Linked DNA regions of Sus scrofa: all the other regions are linked to region 1. Evidence: chromatin contacts called from public HiChIP or PLAC-seq and promoter capture Hi-C data. All regions are on one chromosome and are shown on one strand. The core of a region is the stretch at or near the end of the contact, and the rest is flanking DNA. Distances in the headings are between cores, read along the strand shown.

The links. Promoter capture Hi-C pulls out the DNA fragments that hold promoters and counts their contacts. HiChIP or PLAC-seq counts read pairs in DNA pulled down with a chosen protein or histone mark.
Region 2: an H3K27ac HiChIP or PLAC-seq map of alveolar macrophages shows a contact between it and region 1. The contact joins the enhancer-like site here to the promoter of STIM1 in region 1. A contact is called at or near these places in 4 of 5 promoter capture datasets (fetal liver, fetal skeletal muscle and liver), 14 of 47 Hi-C or Micro-C datasets (fetal heart ventricle, fetal liver, fetal skeletal muscle and 7 more) and 2 of 2 datasets of contacts at active chromatin or transcription factors (alveolar macrophages and skeletal muscle).
Region 3: an H3K27ac HiChIP or PLAC-seq map of alveolar macrophages shows a contact between it and region 1. The contact joins the promoter of RRM1 here to the promoter of STIM1 in region 1. A contact is called at or near these places in 1 of 47 Hi-C or Micro-C datasets (fetal skeletal muscle) and 2 of 2 datasets of contacts at active chromatin or transcription factors (alveolar macrophages and skeletal muscle).
Region 4: a promoter capture Hi-C map of liver shows a contact between it and region 1, with 18 times the contacts expected there. The contact joins the enhancer-like site here to the promoter of STIM1 in region 1. A contact is called at or near these places in 5 of 5 promoter capture datasets (fetal liver, fetal skeletal muscle, liver and 1 more), 26 of 47 Hi-C or Micro-C datasets (adipose tissue, alveolar macrophages, brain and 14 more) and 2 of 2 datasets of contacts at active chromatin or transcription factors (alveolar macrophages and skeletal muscle).

What each region holds. Positions count from the first base shown.
Region 1 is chr9:6,265,287-6,271,034 of Sscrofa11.1, forward strand. It overlaps STIM1 (stromal interaction molecule 1), which reads right to left and starts at 4,137. Exons shown (of 12, transcript NM_001130974.1): 1 at 3,999-4,137. The coding sequence starts at 4,137.
Region 2 is chr9:6,105,816-6,111,746 of Sscrofa11.1, forward strand. The region is part of intron 3 of STIM1 (stromal interaction molecule 1); the gene reads right to left. Among named protein-coding and RNA genes, the nearest start is that of RRM1, 44 kb to the left of the region's middle. Within about 2 kb of position 4,111, at least 31 of the 83 cell types and tissues checked have an H3K27ac peak or open chromatin away from gene starts, as enhancers often do. A contact at or near this core is called in alveolar macrophages, fetal liver, liver and 3 more, where this site is marked.
Region 3 is chr9:6,063,879-6,069,376 of Sscrofa11.1, forward strand. RRM1 (ribonucleoside-diphosphate reductase large subunit) reads right to left here and starts at 1,333. Exons shown (of 20, transcript XM_021062424.1): 1 at 1,014-1,333. The coding sequence starts at 1,032. It overlaps STIM1 (stromal interaction molecule 1), which reads right to left. Exons shown (of 12, transcript NM_001130974.1): 12 at 4,139-4,655. The coding sequence ends at 4,139.
Region 4 is chr9:6,080,026-6,085,422 of Sscrofa11.1, forward strand. STIM1 (stromal interaction molecule 1) reads right to left here. Exons shown (of 12, transcript NM_001130974.1): 7 at 3,151-3,328. Among named protein-coding and RNA genes, the nearest start is that of RRM1, 18 kb to the left of the region's middle. Within about 2 kb of position 3,111, at least 13 of the 83 cell types and tissues checked have an H3K27ac peak or open chromatin away from gene starts, as enhancers often do. A contact at or near this core is called in fetal liver and liver, where this site is marked.

The DNA.
Region 1 (5,748 bases), core at 2,887-5,386:
GCAACCACTTTTGATCTCCTCAGATCTGAGAAAAATTATGGGGGAAACGGAAAGGCCTCCCCCAGCTCTCCCAGGCAGGGTTAGTCACTTGCTGCTCTGGGCCTCCCCAGCCTTCTGTATGTACGGATCCTACCGCTACTACGGCGCTTACCACACCCTTCTGAAAGAGTATACAGCCTAGTGGCTGAGGTGGAGGTGGGAGAAGGCTCAGACTGCCTGGGGTCTAATTCTGGGGCTCGTCCCTGCTGTCTGTACAGCCTTGGGCAGTCACCTGACTGCGCTAAGACCATTTCCGTGCTTATAAACCAGGGGTACAACCCAGCACACAGGATGGTTCTAAGAATGAAAAGGAATAAAATGTTTGGAATCGTGCCGGCCACACGGTAAGCACGGAAAAACGCACGTTGTTACGACTGCTGATGTCACTGGTGTCAGTAGCGTCTTAGCAGGGGGGTCCCTGCGCTCCTCCCATCACCCCCCACCCCACCCTCTGTTTCCTCCGTAGCGCTTACCACGGGGTATTGATTGGTGGCTTGTCGAGCTCCCACTAGACTGTAAACTTCATGAGGGCAGGGGACGTCACTGTTTGGTTCATCCTTAAATTCCAACACCAAACACAGTGCCTGGCCCAGAGGAGGCACTCAAATATTTGCTGAATAAACACCACAGGAGCTGGTGACATCACCAGCCCGAGCCGCTGCAGTGATGATGCCAGATCCTTAACCCACTGTGCCACAGCAGACCTCCCAACCCACTTACTTTGACGTATGAGGAAACTGATGTCCACCATTCGATGCTGAAACCACCTTAAGGGTGACTGGCCAAGCTGGGGTGTGGCTGCAGAGGCTGTCCTAGCTGCTCTACGATTAGTGGGCCCCTCTGCCCATCCCCCAATGCCAGCCTGGGCCAAGCCCCACCCACCTGCCCTTGGCCCCAGTCCAGTTCCGGGAGCCACCCTCAGCTAAAATTAGCATAGCCACCAAGATGGCCAGGCCATTTATAGCCCTGGAGGCAGGAGCAACCAGCTGGGTGGGCAGGCGGGACTCCGGCCTCCCACTCCACGAGGGGTTGATGAGAAGTCCGGCCGCGCTCCGCAAACTGCCAGCATATCTATCGTCCGAGCCCCGGCTTGAGCTATGCTGAGTCAAAGCAGAGTTCCTGATGAGAGGCCCGCAAGCAGCTCTGGCAGTCACCACTCCAGACACACCTGCGACCCCTCACACACGTTCTGCGGGACACACGTGGAGTTTCTGCAGGCAGTGATTCCAGCGTCTAAGGGAAGTTCCGAGCATCAATTCCAGGCCAGTTTCACAAGTGCAGACTTCAGGGTAGCACAGTCAGGCACAGATCTTTTCTGAGAAAGTAACTGAGCACAGCTACATGTACAGGCATCAAAGAGCCAGGAGTGGCCTCTCCACAGCCTAATGAGAGGGTCTCCTCGCAGAGCATCTGCCTTCACTGGAGGGGCAGACCTTTAAAATAGGCATATACATGCAAGGAGAGAAAAAAATGCATATACCTCTCCAAAGAGAGAAAAATTCTCTGGACCCCCCCCTCCCAGAAGACTCTGCAGAGGAGAGAAAGCCCGCCCTTTTCTCGCATCTCTGCTGCAGAGTCACCGGGGCCTACCTAACTCGCCAGAAGGAAGCAACGTTCTCTTGGGCTTGCCCAGTGCACCTCTAATGGGGGAGGAGGGGGGCCCTAAGAAGATGGAAGATGGAAGAGGTCTAGGACTTAAGAATCGGAAAAATGAGCACGGGATCCAGTTTCTTCACCAGCAAAAATGGTGATGGCATCACTTGCCCCTCATTCTAAAAGGACAATTTTGAGACTTTTGTAGGAAAACCAGCTGAGAGACTGTAAAACACAAACTTTAGAGAACACACAAATTGACTAAATATGTTGAATCTGATTCCAAAAGGTGGCAGCTTTAAGGGTAAGTAAAACACCTGTGTTCTGAGGCTCCAGAGGGACAGGAAAGGCTACAAGAGTTCCTGGCTGCACAGGAAGCTCTTCACCAAACCCTTTAGCAGAGCCCAGTTCATGAGCCTAGGCCACCTCTTTGCAAAAATGAGTTCCTATCTGAGTCACAGGCAAAGCCCCAGACAGTCCTAAGGGGACAGTCTACCAAATAGCTGCAACTGGGGCCTCCAGGTTACCCCAAACCATAGTCACTTCCAGCACCAGGGTCTCTGAGACTTCCTGGGATTCAGTATACGGTGGTGACAAACTAATTTCTGAACTGAGAGGAAGAAAGAAAAAAAAAAAAAAAAAGAAGGCTAAGTAGGATAATCCACACAGCCAGGCCCCTACAACACATGGAGGGCTATTTCCATAAGCTCGAATCAGGAGCGTTGTAAGGGATGTTGGAAGGACCTACGGAAGGCACACGAACACACACGAACAAATCTTCCTGATAGCTAGCCAACATCTAACTTCAAAACGTCTTCCTTTTCAGCGTGTGTCTAAAATATAGAACACATTCCCCCCCCCAAAAAAAATATATGTATATATATGCACATTTTATGTCAGGCGCTCATATTACAGGGTGAAAAAGGGACATATTATCAATTACAAACAAGGATGTCACTGGAACAGCAGAGATGCTCCTTTAGTCTTTTTCAAAGTTTGACCTACATCTGCCTACCAGTCCTCCCCTTCCAAGCATTGAGCTGGGTGTCAGGGGCCAAGGAGACACTGTTTGGAGAAACAGGATTCACAGGCAAGAAGGGCCCATCTTCAAAGCAACAGCCGAGGTACCATGCTGGTACATTGGGCAATGCTGGGCTCACTTGGAAGCCAGCACCTGGGGTACCTGCAATCATATCCAGCCCAGTCAAGGAATTTAAAAGGGGGGTTCCTAAGAAAGGGTCTATGGCCAAAGCCAGCCTCTGCATCCGTCCACGAAACTTCCTAGCCACCACGACCTCCACTTCCTTTTCCTCCCTGTCATCAACAGATACTGACTCCAGCTCGCCCACCCACAGAAAGAACCCAGCTATAAACTCTCCTCACTCTGAGTTCACTGCTTCTGGCAAATCCCAGTGACAGGGTGAGAGACATGGGAATACGAAACTGAATTCCTTCTCAGCCTTATGTACAACAAGTCAGTTTTATTTTTTTTTTCAAATGGTTTTTATTTTTTCCATGATAGCTGGTTTACAGTGTTCTGTCAACTTTCTACTGAACAGCAAAGTGACCCAGTCACACACACACATATACGACAACTGGATTTTAAACGTGCTCTGCTCTCCTGCCACAGCACTCCAGGGCTCCTGCTGTTTGACAAGGCTCCCTGGGTGCACAGGGAAAACCAGGACAGATCGAAAATACCGTAGAATTCCTACCCTCATCAGTCAGAAGAGAGAGAATAAGCCAACAAGTGGTCCCAGGAATTTTATCACGCCCGTTTCAGGAAAAGGCCATTGAACTCCACGGCGGTAAGTCAGAAACCATCTAAGGAACGAGCTGCTTTGCTATTTCAAAGGGGCACAGCTAGGAGACAGCGGATCACCTAGGGGAAGGGAGGGACTTGGCTTCCCACACTTACTGGAATAGCCCGGCACACCTCAACACTACGTTATGGAGTAACAGAGCTGGCCCGGTCCTGGCTCTCCCTGACCAACCCAAGCAGCCTCAACCTCCCTGTGCTGCCAAGTGCTGAAACTGGCCAAGAGCAACAGCCTTATCATCCGCGCAGGCCACCCTCGCAGTCAAGTCGTCCTGAGAAGGGGTCTTGGCCTGCTGACCTGCAAGGCCAAGCTACCCCAAAGGCAGACCTCCTTTCACTGCCAACAAAGGACACCCTGAGGAGGGATGAGTGAAGTTGTCGGAGAGACAGAGAGACAGTAGTCACGGCTCCTGAACAGAAAGAACTCCTTGGACTACTAAGAACAGCCAGTGCCATGTGTGGGGCCTCCATCCACTGCACATGCAGAGACCCAGGGTTCAACTTCCCCACTTGGGCAACTCAGTTCTTGCCCGTGGCAAGGCCTTACCTGCTGCAGTGGACTCCTCAGAACCGGCCCCTGAGCCAGTTCCGGTCGCCTTCTCGCCGTGGCTTTGGCTGAGGCTCTGGCCGTGATGCAGGAGGAGCCCCCAGAGGAGCCACAGGGCGAGACGGGCGCACACATCCATGACTCCCGGTCTCAGTCACCATGCGCCGGCTCTGGCCACCTCGGGATCCCAGAGGCAAAGCCGGGAGCCCCGGAGTGCAGCCGACGGTCCTGGAACCCCAGGCAAGATGCCCTCAAGGTGCCGCAGCTGTCCAGCCACCCGCGAGTTGGCCTCCTCTGGCAGCCAAAGGTCAAGTGCTCCAAGTTTGGGCGCAGGAGGAGGGCCGGCGCCTCTGGTCCAATAGTGGGTCCGCCGGAGCTGCGACGGCCTGAGCGCCCTGTCGGCTCGGGCCGCTTCCGGAGAGTTTGGGCTGGGTGGCCGCGGAGCGGCTGTCAGCTCCGCAGCGGGCTACACCCCTGCGAGACGGGGCGGGCGGACAGGACGACCTGCGGGCACCGGGGTGGGGGAGGGAGACAAGAGAGGGAGAGAGGGGGGCACCTGGCCGCGCCCCGCCGAGCAGCAGCGAGCAGCACAGGTTCGAGGAGGGCGTGCGACTCCCAGGCCCCCGCGGGTGGCTCGGGGATCCCAGGCCTCCTAGGCCGAGGTCAGCGCCCCCGCCCAGTCCCGTGCCCAGGCGCCCGGCAGTGCCCAGGTTCAGCAGGCGGACGCGCACGGGCCAGGCCCGGGACAGAGGCTCGGGAGCGGGCGGGCGGGCGGCGCGGGGCGGGCCCGGGGCGGGCGGGGGCGTGCTCTCCGGCAGGCCCGCCCCGCGCCGCCCGGCCCCCAGCGAAGCCCGGGCCCGCCCCAGCGCCGGGCTTCTCCCGGAATAACCTGGGCAAGGCAGCCGCCCGGCGCCCCCGGACCCCCGCGGGCGCTCCCGGCCGCTGGCCCGCGCGGGTCTCGGCCAGGACCGCTCTCCCCCGCCAAGGCTCGGGTCCCGGCCTCCCCGTCCCCCGCGAGCGTCTCCCCCGCGCCAACCGCCGGCGGAGGGACCGGCGGGCCCCCGGCACGCAGTCGCTCAGGTAACCCAGGCCCGCGGCGACAGCTGCGAGGATGACAGTAGCAGCCCGGCCCGGATCTCTGGCTCCACTCGCCTCAGCTCTAGAGCCAGGCTGGACAGAAGCCCTCAGCACCACTACTGCCGCCCGGGGCTGCGGCGGCGACAACCGCCGGGCCTGCTGCGGCCGGGGGCGCGCTCCCAGCCCCCCACTCCGGACAGGCAACCGAAGCTCCGCCCTCCCGCCGCGCCTCGCAGCCAATCGGCTTCCTCCTCTCTGCAGCTTAGGAACCCGCGCGCTTCGTCACCCCGTGCGCAGCGGCCCCTGGCGGGCAGATCTGGGTGCTGCAGTCGGGACCCGGGCTCCTTGGGTGGCCCTGCCCCTTTGCGGAGCGTTGGGGAGAGGAGCGAGGACCCGCCCCGCCGGAGGCCCATTAGGGCCTGTTGGTGTTTTAAGAGGAAATGATGCCAGAAAACAAAATGAAGCGTCCAAGCCACTGTAGGTAAAACTGCCCTACCCCTCCCCTAAGTCTCAGCTCAAGGGCCCCCATCTGCCTTCCTGACCGCCCGCCACACACTCATTTAAGCTAAAACGGATGCCCTCCCTCAACTCTCACAGCGCGTTTTCCCACCTGGTCCCCTCCTCAGGTCCCCTCCCCTCCGAGATTTTCGCGGGTAGGGCCTGTGGCTCGTTG
Region 2 (5,931 bases), core at 2,861-5,360, 160 kb before region 1:
CTGGGCCCTGTCCCTTCATCCTCCTGCCTCCCCCACAGAGGAGCCACACACGGTACAAAGCAGACAGACGCTCATAAGACATCCTGGATGAAACAACGGAAGGCAAAAGCGCTCTAGTCTCTCGATGTCCTCAGGAAGCTGCTGGAGCTCGGGAGGGAAGCCCCGAAGCCGAGAGAGTAGCTGCAGGGGCCCAGGAAAGGACCCAGAGAAGAGGGAGGAAGGTCCGTGCGCTCGGACCGCATCCCAGAAGACAGGGTCCCAGACGCCCGGGTGGAAGATGCTTAGTCACTGCCTGCTTGCGTTTTTAATTTCCAGGCTAGAATACATCAGAGGGAAGAGAGAGATTAATTTCCGAAAGGTACGTTCAAATCCTAGGGCTTGGGAAAGGACGGATGAACTGGCACGAGGAAAGCAGAAGGGACGGGCCTGAAAATGACCACATCTCCCCACACATTACAGACACGAGCGCTTGCTGTGGTCTGGAGTATCAGGTAATGAAGGCCTGGCAGAGGGGCACGAGACGCAAGGCAGACGTGCAAGTGCCAGCCTGCAAAGCGCAGAGAGAACAACACGCTCCTGCCCTACTCTCGAGGGAGCCTGGCATCACCCAGCACGGCGAGTGGAGTGGAAAGGCCACGTCATGTCTCATTGCTCGAAAGGCCTGAGGCCAGCGGGTCACAAGGGCCTTTTGTCTGCAGGGAAGACGCCCTGACACAAGCCTGAGCATGGACCCTGGGCAGGCAGGAACTCTTCCAGCTGCACCTCCACTGTCGTGGGGGAGTCACTCTAGACTGGGCGTTCTCAGTCTCTGCACCACGGCGTTTTGGACAGGTTAATTCCTTGTTGCAGGGACTGTCTCATGCACTGTGGGACGTTTACCAATATCCCTGGCATCTCCCCACCAGATGCCAGCAGTATGCTGCCAGTCATGACAATCAAAAATATCTCCAGATACTTCCAAACGGTCCCCGGGGAACGAAACCATCGCTGGCTGAGAACGACTGCTCTGAACACTACGTTAAGTGAGGCTGAGGCCTATGAGGGGACCCAGTCTGGCACTTCAGTGAGGATGGACTCTGAACATAGTCAGTCCCTGCCTGGCTAGGCTAGAGGCAAAAGGACGATGAGCTCACATGTCAGGGAAAACCTCAAGGCAGGTGTTTCTGGGTTTTGTGCTCCATGTATCATTCTGTTACCTGGCAGATGCCCTACCTAGGTAAGGCCTGGCAGCACTGGCATTGCCCACTCAGAGGCACTGCAGTCTGAACAAAGTAAGCCAGGATAAGGGGCATCCTTGTCAGATGGCAACCCTGTGTTCCAGCACGAAGCTCTCACTCCAGAGTCAAGGTGAGATATCAGGGCCCCCTTGTCCCTAAGTACTTAAAAGTTAAAGTCTTATTCTGCTTCCTCATTCCAAAAGAGAAAACAGGCAGAATCCCCAGGCCAAAGCAGAGAAAAAGTAACAGGTACAGAGGGCTGTGGCTGTCAGTGAAAAGACACAGAATCTGGCCAGGAGAGCTTAGAAGAGACAGCGCCAATGGACTCACGTGACCAGATCCCAGGAGGACATTCAAGCAAGAGATAGTCTTTAAAGCCTTGATTCCCTCATCCCCTGAGCCTGTCCCTATAGCTCCCAGAGACATCAAAGACCACATCTCCGTGTTAAGACAACAAAAAGTATTACACAGGATTGGAGAAGGGCAACCCCTGGAGTCTTCTGCAACCAAGAGTCCTTTACAAGAAAAATGCACAAGGAGTGGCCACTGTGGCACAATGGGATCAGCTGTGTCTCTGCAGCACCAGGTTGCAGGTTCAATCCCTGGCCTGGCACAGTGGGTTAAAGGAGCTGGCATTGATGGCTGCTGCGGCATAGGTCGCAGCTATGGCTGGGATCTAATCCCTGGCCTGGGAACTCCATGTGCCATGAGGCGGGAGGAGAGGAGAGGGAGGGGAGAGGAGGGGAGGGAGGAAATGCACAAGTTGACTAACTTCGTAGGCTCCAATCTTTTTAATGACATCATCTACCTGTAAAAGAAATCAGAGCACAAATTGCCAATATACAAGCACCTATTTATAAATTAGACCTCTGTACTGATATTAGGAATATTGTAAAACATACATAAACATTAAAGAATGAGACAAAAATGAATGCAATATAAATACAAGTTACCTATATTTTCTTGTGGCACTCCAGGGGATTGTCTTGTGCAGTTGGAAACCACTGGACTAAGAGTCCAGCTCAGCTCAACACAAATGAGCTGCTTTACCCTGCATGCTGCCTCCGTCATGGACCAGCTTGGGTAAATCACACAACCATTCTGATCCTCAACCTCTCCTTCTATAAAATACTCACCCAGTTATTCAAAACATTCATGGTACACGACTTTGGGCCAGGCGCTGGGGACAAGACAGAGAGCCTATAGCCACGTTGCTAACAATCTAGCAACACCTCTCTCAAGAGTTGTGGAATTAAATGAGTCCATATATTTGAAAATGCTTAGGATTTAATACAACCTCAGTAGTAACTGTTTCTTTATATGAGGTAGATGTTGAGGACTGGTCAGAATCTGGGTGGACAGAGATTTCCAGCAACGAAAGAAGCATGAGCAATTCAGAGAGCTGTAATGTGTGGGGCCTGTTCAGTGAACTCTGACTCCAGATTGTCCAGAGTCCAAGGGTTACACATAGGGACAAGCAGAGTGAGGCCATGCTGAGGCCAAATGATAAAAGCCCTTGAAAGCAGGTGGCCTGAAATTCCAACATCATTGAGCACCTACTACTTGCCAGGCCACCACTCTAAAAACTAGGAATAGAGGAGTTCCCTGGAGGCCTGGTGGGTAAAGGATCAGGCGTTGTCACTGCTATGGCTCAGGTCACTGCCGTGGTGCAGCTGTAATCCCTGGCTCAAGAACTTTTGCGTGCCACAGGGGTGGCCAGAAAAAAAAAAAAATTAAAATCTAGGAATATAACAGTACACAAAACAGTCACAGATCCCTGGTGCCTATATTCTGGTAGAGGGAGACAAATGAAAACTCTCTAACAAATAATTATCCGTTGGGTAGTAATAAATACCGGAAGAAAAATAAAGCAGGGTAAGGGGATAAAGAATAGTGCTACGTCAGATCAGATCAGGGAAGGCCTCTCTGACGAGGTAACATCTGCCGAGAAAATGAGGACATGAGCTACGTGGATACTTGGGCGATGGAACATTAGGTGTGACTGCCTAGCACATGAGCTGCAGCGGTGCTTCCCGGGATCGGCCAGAACAGATGCCTGGCCTTGGCCATTTCTTTTTCTTGTCAGAGAAAGAATAAGCAGTTAAGAAGTAGGCTCCTGAATCAGTATGTCCCTCCCCTAATGGTGGTGCCTCCAGATAATGCCCTCACTTTTGTCGTTTCAAACTTGCATCCCAAAAGACCTACGTCTGGCCGAAAGGTTACCAGTACCTTCTCTGTCTCTTTCATGCATCTGTCAGTAAGCTGGTCACACAGTCAGCCTTTGGTCAGACAGAGTCCAGTGGTTAAGAATCTGGACTTGGGAACCAAGTGCCTTGGCTTGAGTTCAAGACCTGCCACTTACTGGACGTAAGACCGTGGACAAGGTACTTAACCTTCTGTGCCCCGTTCTGTCACCTATGAAATGATGAGAGGCGGGTTCTCACATCACAAGAGTGCAGTGAAAAGAGGACAAGCTCCCAGCACCCAGGAAGTGCTAAGCAAACATTAGCTGCTATTGCTTTCGCCATTCATTCCTTCGCTAAGCTCTCACGGGCTTCTAGCCTAGCAGATCCTTGACTCGTTTCTAGATACCCAGCTCAATCTGGATGACCTCCAGCACCAAGGCTCTCTTCTGGAGAGGAGACAGGGAGTTAAACACGAGCCACGCCGTGCGACAAGGGCTAGGTAAGAGGGATGTACGGCGACACGGAGTGACGGACTGCCGGAGTGAGTCAGAAAAGCCATCAAGAAGCCTAGCCTCTTATCTGGCAACTCTGGACAGAGAACACTCCAAGACACCGACAGTCTTACCAAAGCAGCACTCCCCAAGGACAGTTTGCAGCTGAGGCCTGTGGTTTGTTTCTCTGAGTGGTTTCCTTCCGGCTCTCAGCAGCAGTTTGTCATCTGACCTAGAGGGCGGCAGACACCATGCCAGTGTGCCAACACGGCATCAATACCAAGCTCTAAGCTGTCACTGCAAAAAAGAATCTGGCCGTTTCACCCAGGCCCCACGAGACAGGCCCACTAGGCTATCTGGCAATAAAACAGGTCAGCCAGAGCCCGAAAGGACATACAGTGAAGACCACCTGTAAAGCAGAGACCAGGTTAGAGAAAGACTAGCAGCGTGGCTGCAGAGGAGCCAGGCAACTTGGAGTTTGGAATGTTGACTGAGCCAAACAACTTCCATAACACACACAATGGCAGACTCAAGGACAAACTCTTGTCTTCCGCATCCCTGTTCTGGGCCAGGTCCTGTGCCTTAACGTATAGAATCAGGAAGTTCCGCTGTGGCACAGTGGGTTAAGGGTCTGGCATTGCTGCAGCTGTGGCACAGGTGGCAACTCCTGTGCAGGTTCGATCCCTGGTCTGGGGACTTCCACACGCTGTGTGTGCAGCCAAAAAGAAAAAAAAAAAAAAAAAGATAGAATCATATAAGATAACGCCCTTGAGCAGTCTGTCGGGGAAATAAAAAGGCGAGGGAACAGACAGTTGCAATTCGTGTCTAGGTGCTGTGATGAGATAAATACAAAGAGGCTAGAGGAACAGAGAACGCACTAACCCAGCCTGTGGTTTTTCAGGGAAGATTTCCTAAAGAAAGAGATATTTAAATTGAGTCTTAATATCAAGTAGGATTTAACCAGATCAACAAAGAAGGAAGGAACAGGGAACAGTATGTGTGAGAGCATCAAAGGATGGAAGAGAACGGCAAGTGGATATCCTAGTAACTGCAGGTGAACCAGTGCAGCTACAGAGAAAGGGCCATGGAAAAGATAATAAAAACTCACAGAGGAGCTCCCATCGCGGCGCAGCAGAAACAAATCCGACTAGGAACCATGAGGCTGCAGGTTCCATCCCTGGCCTCGCTCAGTGGATTAAGGATCCGGCGTTGCCGTGAGCTGTGGTGTAGGTCAAAGACAAAGCTCGGATCTGGCGCTGCTGTGGCTGTGGTGTAGGCTGGCGGCTACAGCTCTGATTCGACCCCTAGCCTAGGAACTTCCATATGCCGCAGGTGCGGCTCTAAAAAAGCAAAATAAAATAAAATAAAATAAAAGACCCATAGAAAATATGAAAACAAGTGGAGCACAGAAATAAGCACGAGCCTGGTATGCAAAAGGACTCTAGCACAATGCCTTGTATATAGAAGGAATTCGGTTAATTTTGTTTCAAATGCAGGCATGTTTACACTAATTGGAGGAGAAAAACAGTAACTTTGGGGGCCGATGCTACAGAGGTGAGTAAGGAACAAGAGCATCCAAATATGAGGAAACTCTCAGAATATAAAAGAAAGCCAGATTTTCATTTACATGCACATACTGATTTTTCTTCCTGAGGTAATTCATTTTGAGATAACAAATGGACATTTAATTCAGTGCATCTAACACCACATAGATAAACATGAAAAAAACAATGGCATTTTCTACAATAATTTCTTTCATCAACAACAATGAAGCTTTCAATACTTTATTTTGATGATTTTTCAAATGAGAGGGCAGTTGCAGCAAGGAGGTTGATTCTGTTACAAGTTAATCACTGAAGGGATGTTGCCTATAACCTTAAATTATACATAACGGCCCATCTCTGGGGACCCTGCTCCCCAAGGAATGAGCATTTAGCTAAAATACCTTTGTTTAGCTCACAGGAAATATCCTGACCACCTGTCAAGGGCTGCAGGTGGGAAGAAATTACCGCATCCCCTTCGGGGGCTGTACTGGGG
Region 3 (5,498 bases), core at 83-2,582, 200 kb before region 1:
ACCTATTCATGGCAGGTTCTGCGGAAGTGTGGGCATAAAGTCCCCGACTTTGAAACACTCACAGCCTAGCGGACAGAACACTTCAACCGCCCGTATTTACTTCCTAAGTGCCTACAAGTTTGCAAGAACGTCAATGCTTTAACAGAAGCAGAGGGAGTCGACTCAAAACTTGTTCGTACCTGTCCCATATGATTCCCTGCTGCAAGTGTGTTTTGCTCTTGTTGTTTCAACCTGATTAAACCTTTCCCCAGGCAGGGCTGTCTCCTTTTGGAATGAATTTCACAGAAGCAAGCAAAAGGCTGGCACAAAGCAAGCACTCAGCGAGCATAACGGGAAATAAGCGTTGAGGAAACACAGGGAGGGCCCCCCTCTGTCAGAGGTTGTCTGGGCCGCCCTCCTGATGCCATAGCTCTTCCCATCAAGGGGAAGGCCTGCCAGTATCGACCCCAAACTCGTCTGGGACTCAGGCCGCTGGCAGCACATCCCCTACAAAGGGCGAACCCCATGGAGACGCCTGGGCCTGCGTCTGGCGCTCTTCGCCCCACGAGAGAGATCGAGCTGGCAGGCGCCCGTGCGGGGTGCAGAGCCCCCTCTTTCCTAGCTCCCCCGGCGCGCACGACGGGTGACCAAGCCTTTCAAATAAAACTCCGTTGCTGGCTATGGGTTCGAGCCCCGGCCTCACTATCCTCTGAAACCGGGCGGCTGCTACGTCGGTCAGCCAACCTCCGCGCTTCAGGCTGTTCAAGGGCGGAAAGGAGCTAAAATCCGTCCCTGGCGGCCCGCGCTGGGGAAGCGAGTGCAGCGCGCGCCCGGCCACCTGCCTGCTAAAGGAAGGGGTTACTCCAGGGAAATGCGGCCGGAGGGCAGAGCCGCGGGGCGCAGAGCCGAGGCCCGGGTGGCGTGGGGGCAAACCGAGGAAGGGCAGCAGCCGAGCGGCGGCCGGGGCGGGCAGCGCGGGAACGGCGGAGGCGGGCGGGCGGGCAGCCCGCGTCCCTCATCCGCCGGCCTCTCACCTCGCTTGATTACATGCATCGCCGCTGGTGGACGAGGTGCTGACGGATACGAGACGCGGCTGCAACTCCGAAGCGTCGGCGGGATCCAGACGGCGCAGAGCGCGGAGGAAGATAGAGCTCCAGGGGCTGCTCGGGTGCAGGGCCAGGAACCAGGCCAGAGCGCACTTTCCCCTCAGGGCCGAGTACCGCGATCCGAATCCCCTTCCCGCTCCCGCCAGCCGCGACGCAGGAGCCGCACAACGGAGCTCCGATGACGTTACGCGACGCCGCCCGTAACGGCGGCCAAAGAGTCGGCCTGGTCCCGCAGCCGCCATGTTGAGTGTGGGCAGGGCCCAGGAGAAGGCGCGTGTGTGGGCACGCCTGGCGGGAACGTCGCTCTGTCGCCGCCATGTTGAGTGTGGGCAAAGACGAATTGGAGCCCTGTGGCGGGTCGTAGCACGCCGAGCCCGCCAGGCTTGGCCCCGCCCCTCTCGCCGGCACGCCCTGCGTGGGTGGAGACGGTTCAGGAACATTTGAAATACCAAGCCCTCGGGTTGGATTTTTCTCGGCTTGATGACTGTTACACTAGGATAACCCGAGACTGCCACCGTGGGCCTGAGCTCCGCAGCCGGAGGCATTCGGGAGCCCCACGACCTTTTGTGAGGTCGCCTGGAGCCTAGCGCGCAGTGTTGGAAGCGAGCCCTGCTAGGCCAAGGGCGTTGGGCAAGAGGAACGAGCCCTGCCGGGGTTTTCAGCGGGGCAGGAGCACTGACCTTTTTAGTGCTGCTTTTTGGAATTACCAGAAGTACTAAAAGTACTGCTTTTCGAATTACCTAGTGGATGGTGGCAGAGACAGGGTCAGCAGTACGGCCTTGCGGAGGGAGCATGGACAGGACTTGGAGACCGAATGTGGGGAGGAAGAATGGAGGAGACGTGACTCAGGAGGCTCAAGTTTCTGTGGGCTAGGCAAACTGCCATCTATGAAATCTGAAGTGGCATCCCTTCCCTGGATCCTTTCATCGGTTTCTTACTGCTCTCCACGTGGTCCAGGCTTCCTACGAGGTACAGCCATACCTGGAGGACACTAGCATTTTGGTTCCAGACCATCACAACACAGAGACTGCCACGATGCTGCAAGTCATAGGAAGTTATATTTACATTACACCGTCGTCTATTAAGTGTGCGATAGCATTATGTCTTTAAAAAGATGTACGCACCTCAATAAACACTTTATTGCTAAAAAATGTTAATTACTATCTGAACCTTGAGCGAGCCATCAACTTGGTTCCCGTGGCGGGTTTGAAATGTCGCAAGAAGCATCCAAATGTGACACAGAGACATGAAGTGAACAAATGCTGATAGAAAAACTGCATTGCTTGCCACAAACCTTCAATGTGTGAAAAACGCAGTACCTGGGAAGCACAGTCAAATGGTTTGCTCCTAATTCTAAGAGTCACAGGGGACAGCTGAAGCCATAGGACAGGCAAGAGATAGGGTTGCCAGATTTAGCAAATAAAAATAACGTGTCCCAAATAGTGCGTGGGACATAATTATACTAAAAAGGTACTTGTCTGAAATTCAGGTTTATCTGAGCTTCCTGTATTTCATCTGGCAGCTCTACCCAGAGGGCTCTTGGGTAAGTGTATTAGTTTCATTTTCCCTTGGCAAAGGCAAAATGTCTCTTCATCCTGTCTGCTATGCCACAAAGAGCACAGAAAACACAATGAGAATCAAGGCCAGCAGAGATTAAAATCTCCTACATGCTTTATTGGACTTCAAAGAGTCTTATGAAATAACACAGAAAAACCCATGTGAGGGTGTCCAGGGGGTACAAGGCAGTCTGCAGCCAGCACCTCCTAAGACCAGCCCCAGGAACCCCTACCCCAGGCCCCAAACAGGATCCCGGGGTAAAGACATGGCAGGGAGTAGGGCAGAGGGGAAATACCTTTACAGCCACAGCAAAAACAGGTGAGGGAGAGAGGTGTCTGGGGGTGGGAAGGGCAGGGGGAGGTGGTCGCACAGCCGCCTTGACCTATACCATTTTCCTTGGCCACCCCTTCCCTAAGCTGGCTGTGTCCCTTCTGAGCCTCTGGCCCAGGCTATGCCGTAACATGAAAACGGGCTCTGACAAGGGGAGTGCATGGTGCAGGCACTTGGGAAATTCAGATTATTTCACTTTTCAATTTGAAACTGTCTTTTGGTTCAAATGCGACAACATGCTGCCCAGCAGCTCCAAGGCCCGTGACAGCCCCTGAGTCGTGGCTGAGGCTCCCATGACTAGGGGAGCCGACTATCCAGAGCCTCAGGAGTCTTGATGCCTAGGGAGCACTTGGGCAGCACCTCTGACAGACAAACCATCCTGCAGGGTGGGGAGCAGGGATGAGAAAGAGGCAGGTGTGGGTGAGAGGAGAGAGAGAGAAGGTGACTGCCTCGTAGCCCACATCTCTGGCTTCCACTCATCCTCCAGCTACAAGTCTCTCCTGACCTGGCCCCTAGCCTGGCCTCTCTTCCAAGCCCTCTAGTGGCCTGTTGTCTGGGAACTGGTTTCGCTCCCCTGTGGGCCGCCGGACGCCTGAGTGAACTCCAGACCAAGGTTCCCTCTGGCCCACCCCTCTCCCAAAGAACAAACCTCAAATATCAGGTCCTGGGCCCCGGTCTGGGGCAAACAGAACCCTCCTGATGGGGTGGAAGAGATCTGAGGCACAGGTGTCAGAAGTTACGCCCCCTCTCCTCCCCCAGCTGCTGGGGGAAGTCGGGGAGGGGTGGGAGGGAGGAGCCTGAAAGCAGGAGACAGAGAGAAACGAGAAACCAAACCTCAAAACTGGGACAGCAGAGACAGAAGCCGGACCCCCGAGGAGGAGCTGGGAGCTGCGGGGACAGCAACTAAGACATGCACTGAAGTGGAGAGGGGGTGACAGCAGCAGCCTCTGGCTGGGAGGGAGGCAGGGCAGGCAGGCGGCGGTGGTCGGGTAATAAATAACGTGGAAGGCCCCAAGGATGCGGGGGCGGTCTGTACAGTGCCCAGGCCCCGGGGCCAGCCCCTCCCGTGCCCCCGCCTGGGGGCTCGGTGTCTTGGAAGGGAGGGAAGGGGAGGCAGAAGACCCGGGAAGGACGAGCTGTCCCGCCACTGCCACCCTCCTCACTGCCTATTTCTTAAGAGGTTTCTTAAAGATCTTGAGGGGAAACTTCTTGCGGCCTGGGCTGGAGTCTGTCTCCTCGCCAGTGGAGCCGTTATCCTCCTCAGGCGCAGCCTTCTTGCCAGCCAGGTGGGGAATGCGTGTGTTGCGGCTGGCTGGCAGGGCCCGGCTGTCCCCCGCGGGCGACGGCGTGTCTGCGTCTAGGGGACTGGGGCTGTGAGAACGGGAGGAATCCAGAGGTGGAGAGCCACTCGGCGGGGCCGAGGAGCTCAGCTCCAGCAGGCTGTGGGCCTTGTCCAGCCCGTGATTCAGCGCCAGCAGTGTCTTCTTGGCCAGGGCAGGGCTGTCGGGCAGTCTCTCCACCAGCGCGCCAGGGTGGAGCCCCTCCATCAGCCGGTGGCTGCCGTTGGAAGGCATGGCACTGAACGCCTCGTCTGCAGCACGGACCATCGGAGGAGGCTTGGGGGCCAGACGCTGGCGGTCACTCGTGTGGAGGGAGGACTCCGAATCGGAATGGGTCAAATCCCTGCGAGACACGGCAGAGAGGGAGACAGGCACACACGGAGGAGAGCGAGACGGGGGCAGGGGACGGGAGAGAGGCGAGAGGGACCACGACGAGGCCAGGGTAGGACAGCGGGGACGGACGGAGGGGCAGGAGAGAGAGAACGGGGTGAACAGGCCGGAGGGAAGAAGGAGAGATGGACGGAAGCCCAGGAGGCCGACAGGATTAGAGAGGAGGCAGGATGGGGAGGAAGGGCAGATGGGAGAAGCGGCCAGGAGGAGGGAGCAACGTTGGGGAGGAAGAAAAACAAAAAGAGAATCAGGTAGAAATAAGGAGGACAAAGGGGAGGGAAAAAGAAAGAGGGGGAGGGGACGGAGAGAGATGAGAAGAAGCAAAAACACTGGTCATTAGGGCGCCGTTCTCTGTCGGGCCAGGGCTTCCCAATGCCTGCGCCCCACCCCGAGGAAGGGCCAGGCCCTAAACGGGTGCGGCCAGGGACTCGACTGCCACAGGCATCTTCCTCAATAAGACCTCTGCTTCCACAGCTGCCTGGATTTCCGAGGACTCGACCCTGGGCTAACACAGAACCCGCGCGTTGCTCTGATCACCACCTTCCCCGCCTTCCTCCCCGACGGACTCTGGGCACGCCCAGGATTCCTCCAGCCTGGGCCAGGCCCCGGGAACAGGGCACATGCGGGAAGGGGGCCTGACCCAGCCTGGGGGGAAGAAGGCTACAGCAGCCTTGCAAACAGTCCCTCCCCCACCGGCAAAGGCTGAGATGCTGCCTCTTCAGGATTCAAAGGGGGTCTCAGAGAAGCGCTTCAGAGTCCAGACCAAAGCCGGCTGGCAGCGGCAAGGCCGGGGTGT
Region 4 (5,397 bases), core at 1,861-4,360, 190 kb before region 1:
ATGTTAAAGAAAATATGAGAAAAGATGGACACAAAACATGAAAACAGGGAACCTCTGGACAGGGGACAAGAATCTACAAAGAGTGAAATAGGCATTCGAGAAAAATCCATTATCTGAGAGCAGGATTCCCCTGAATGGGTTGACGAGGACAATGTTCACAGCAGGGCACAGGACTAGGGAACTCAGGTCAATATAAAGTCACCAAACAACACCAGGCTCAATTTCTCCTTCCTTCTCCACCCTTATTAACTACCTATGCATATTAAACACAATGCCCAAGATAAATCACTATACTTTGCTGTTAAAAAACAAAATTTACTATTCTGAAATACATATAATGACCAAACCAAAGCATAGAGAGAAAAAAAAGAACACAACTAAACATAAGAGACACGTGGAAAAGAGTTAAAAGGCCTCGCCTACACACTGGATTCCGAGAAGGGGAGGAGGAAACGGAGCAGAAGCACCGTGGAGCCCCGCAGAGAGTGCGTGTCCCGAGCTGAGTTGTCGGGGAGGGTGCTCTGTGTGCATGGACCAGGTCAAACGGATGAGTCACGTTTAAATGCTTTGTATCCTTACCCATAGTTTTGGCGGCTTATTATTGAGAGAGGCACGTAAAGTCTCTTAACTTTGATTATGAATTTGTTTACTGTCCTTTTAGTTTTTTCAACTTTTGCTTTATATGTACACGTGTTTTTTAACTATAATATTAGGTGTATCCAAATTAAGGGTTGTTATATATTACTGGGGTTTTTTTTGTTTTTGTTTTTGTTTTGTCTTTTTTTTTTAGGTCATACCTGTGGCATAAGGAAGTTCCCAGGCTAGGGGTGGAATCAGAGCTGTAGCTGCCAGCCTACGCCACAGCCACAGCCATGCAAGATCCAAGCCACGTCTGCGACCTACACCACAGCTCACAGGAAACGCCGGGTCCTTAACCCACTGAGCAAGGTCAGGGATCGACCCTGTGTCCTCACGGATGCTAGTCAGATTAGTTTCTGCTGTGCCACGACGGGAACTCCAATATATACGTCTGTTTTTATCTCTATTAATACATATTTCTCTAAAGTCTACTTTGTCTGATATTAATATACTGCTACCGCTGCTTTATTTTGCTTAGTGTTTATTGTATATCTTTTCTCATCTTTTACGTTTTTCTTCCATTTTTAAAATTAAAGTAGTTGATTTATAACGTGCCAATTTCTGCTGTACAGCAAAGTGACCCAGTCATACTTATATATCTGAAAATCTCCTTTCTTATATTATCGTCACCCACGGTCTATCCCAAGAGACTGAATACAGTTCCCCGGGGAATACAATAGGACCTCATGGCTTATCCATTCTAAGTGTAACAGTTTGTCATTCTTTACTTTTAACCGTTTTGTATGCTTCTATTTAAAGTGTACCTTTTGCAAACAGCAAATAGTTGGGTTTTGTTTTTTATCCACAGACACTCCTTGCCTTTCAACTGTATTGTGCAGATTGTTTACATTGACCAAGGCTCAACAAAGGGCTGAAACCATACAGCACATGTTCTTTGACCACAGAAAAATTTAAAGTGGAAATCAATGAGAAAGATAAATAGCAAAGTTCCCAAGTATTTGAAAATTAGGCAACACACTTCTAAATAACCACAGGTCAAAAAGGAAATTCCAATAGAAATTAGAAAACATTGTGAACTGAATGACAGTGAAAATTAAAATATTAAAACTTAGGCAATGCAGCAAAAGCAGTGCTGACTTGGAAATTTATAGCTCTAAAGGTATGTATTATAAAAGATTAAAGGTTTAAAATCTATAACCTAATCTTCTATCTCAGGCAATGATAAAAATAAGAGCAATTTTTAAAAAAAAATTTTTTTTTAAGGGCAAGACTTCCACACTAAATACTACAAAACATTATTGAGAGAAACTTTAAAAGACCTAACTCGATGACAGGATAAACAATGCTCCCGAGTTAGAATAATTATTGAAAATGTTAGTTTTCTCCTCCGCTAATCTATAGATTCAATGCAAAAATAGTAGCAGTCCCAGGGGAGCATGTGTAACAGGGTGACAAGCCGACCTGGGAAGGCGAAGAACCCAGAATGGCCACGGGCATCTCACAGAAGAACAAAGCTGGAGGAGCGAACACCATCACATTCCAAGACTTGTTGTGAGAGACATGGGTAAAGAGACAGACAGACACACCAGAGAACAGAATCGAGTATCTGCCTGGGGGAAAAAACCTTCATCTCCTACCTCATCTCACACACAAACGTTAGTTTGAAATAAACCATATCCCTAAATGTGAAAAGTAAAAGAGCAAAGCTTTCAGAAGAAAAGTTAGGAAAATATCTTGGAGTTAGGGAAAGATTTTTAAACAGGCCACAAAAAGCACCAACCATAAAAAAAGATTAATTGGACTTCATTAAAATCAAGAACTTCTCTTTGGAGTTCCTGTCGTGGCACAGTGGAAATGAATCCGACTAGGAACCATGAGGTTGTGGGTTCCATCCCTGGCCTCGAACAGTGGGTTAAAGATCTGGTGTGGCTGTAAACTGTGGTGTAGGTTGCAGACGCGGCTCGGATCCTGTGTTGCTGTGGCTGTGGTGTAGGCTGGCAGCTGTAGCTCAGATTTGACCCCTAGTCTGGGAACCTCCATATGCTGCGGGTGAGGCCCTAAAAAGCAAAAAAGAAAAAAAGGAAAAAGAAAAAGAAACCCAAATCCAAAATAAACACATGGGAAGATTAAAAAAAAAAAAAATCAGGTAAATAATTTGGCTTAGCGTTTCCGACCATAGTTTCCCTCTGGGAAGAATACTGAAAAGAGGAGGAGGCAAAAGTGAGCTTTCTGAGCGCTTAAAAGATCCTGACTCTTGATCCGGATGGTGGCGACACAAGTACACGCACGGGTAAGGGCTTGTCGGCTGTATACTTTTGATTTGCATACTTGATGTAAATACCTCAACTAAAAAGGGACAAAATAACTAGTACCATCTGTTAGTCGCTGTTCTTTGACAACCACGGTGACCATTTTTTGCAACGTTTCCACCGCGCTTGCGAGTAAGAGTCTGGTGACTCAAAGGTACTCTCGGAGCCCGCTGCGTCCCTCCCACGTGACCTCTGGCCCCTCCCCGTGGCCCCGCCCCCAGGGGGCTCCGCACTTTCCCACCTGTTCCAGCTCCTCCTCCGCATACTTCTGGCGGCTCCGCTCGTTCTCCGTACCCTCCCGCAGCTCCTTCAGCCGCTGGGCTTCCTGCTTGGCAAGGTTGATCTCGTCACGCAGCTTCTTCTCCAGGTGCACCTTCTCCACCTCCACTGTGCGGTGCTCCTCCTGGGCCTTGTGCAGCCTGGGGACGAGGCAGGCAGCTGGAGAAGGCCAGGGAGGGGGCACCAGCCGCCCCGCCATGAGCCGTGGCATTGAAGAGGAAAACGAGGGCTCCAGCGCTCAGAATCCATCGTCATTACCGTAATTTTTTTTTTGGCCTTTTAGGGCCACACCCACAGCATATGGAGGCTCCCAGGCTAGGGGTCCAATTGGAGCTGTAGCCACCGGCCTATGCCTGAGCCATGGGGGATCTGAGCTGCATCAGCGATCTACACCACAGCTCACAGCAACGCCGGATCCTTAACCCACTGAGTGAGGCCAGGGATCAAACCGAGTCCTCATGATGCCAGTCAGGTTCATTAACCACCAAGCCATGATGGGAACTCCCATTACCCTAATTCTCAGGTTGGCCATCACTTTGTCGGTAATGAAGGCTACGAAGCTAGATTCCTGGGTATCTGAATCCTTCTTTCTATGGTGTCTCACATACTAAGATCATAACTACTAGTTTTGGGGGGTATTTCACATTTGTCCTCTCTGCAGATAATGACAGACTGTATCACTATCAGCCTGGGACAGGTAGGGACATGAGGGGCATTAACGGCAGGTGGAGCTGAGACTGGAATTCCCATCCGTTCGACCTCAAAGCTCATAACCATTCCCCTTACACTCAGGTATCTGGAAGGTGCAATAAATGTAGAATACCCTGCAAGCCAGACCAAAGGCCCAGAGAAAGCCCAATGGCTGAGACACGACTGGGGTGGCAGTAGCGGAGAGATTTGGGAAGGGGAGGAAGGAACGACTGAGCTGTACCTCTTGGACTCCTGAGGACCTGTGCTCAGAAGCCCAGAAAAATGAAATTCATGCCAAAGGGGCTGGGCAGGGCTTGGAAGGGCCCCCTGTTGCTCCCAGCCCTTAGCTCCCTTCCTAAGTATCTTCCATGGTGGGCAAGAGCTCAGGGGCGTCAGTTATAACGAAAATACCCTTGTACCCACCCATGCATTCCCTCTGCTCACTGGAAAAACAAAACAAAACAAAACAAAAACTCAATGCATCCAACCAAGCTTCCTCCACAGACCCATCTATGTTCATTCAGTCAGGCATCCTTCCACTCATTCCCAAGTACTTAAGGGGGTTCACAAAATGACAAGTCCAGGGCTGAGCCCTAGATATACTGACGCGAATGAGAAAACCGTCAGTGCCACTGAGGCAGTCAGGATTTATTTATTTGTTTATTTTTGTCTGTTTTGCCTTTTCTAGGGCCGCTCCCACGGCATATGGAGGTTCCCAGGCTAGGGGTCGAATCAGAGCTGTAGCCACCTACACCACAGCCACAGCAATGTCGGATCCTTAACCCACTGAGCAAGGCCAGGGATCGAACCTGCAACCTCATGGTTCCTAGTGGGATTTGTTAACCACTGCACCATGACGGGAACTCCGGTAGTCAGGATTTAGTCCAATAAAGACACGTAAACAGACAGCGGCACACAGTGTGACAGGTTCTATAATAGAGAGACACACAAGGGGTTGGATAGGCCCAAAGGATGGGGTGACAGACTCTGCCTGGAAGGACTCAGGGCACAGGATGGCCTGGGCAGACTCAGCAGAAAAAGTGAGTTTGCTCCTTCCTCCAGGAGAGGGAAAGGACCTAGCCACTGTCAGCTCTTCCTACCCTCGTAACTACCACGCGACCAGGGGACCAGGATGGGAAGGGAAAAGGATGATGAGGAAGACAAGTGACATACGGCTTCGCCCTGAGCTACAGAAGAGGAAGGCCAGGCTGTAGAACAAAAGCAGTCCAGAAAGAAGAGCACTGAAGAGTGAGTTAATCCCGTGGGTGAAACAGAAGAGGCAGAAACTGAACTAAACCTCTGAAAAATCCCAAGCCCGGATGTGTCGGTGACCAAAGCCTCAAAAGATGTGGTGACAAGAGGAAAAACATCTAGGCTGCAAGCTTACTGCTGACAACTCGCAGTCTCCGGCCCCTGGAGCTGCAAGGACTTTACCCCGACCCCCGTATGTGCACAGCAGGTGGCGCTAGAGGCACAGCGAAAACAAACCAGAGGCGCCATTTCCAGGCCCATCTCCTTC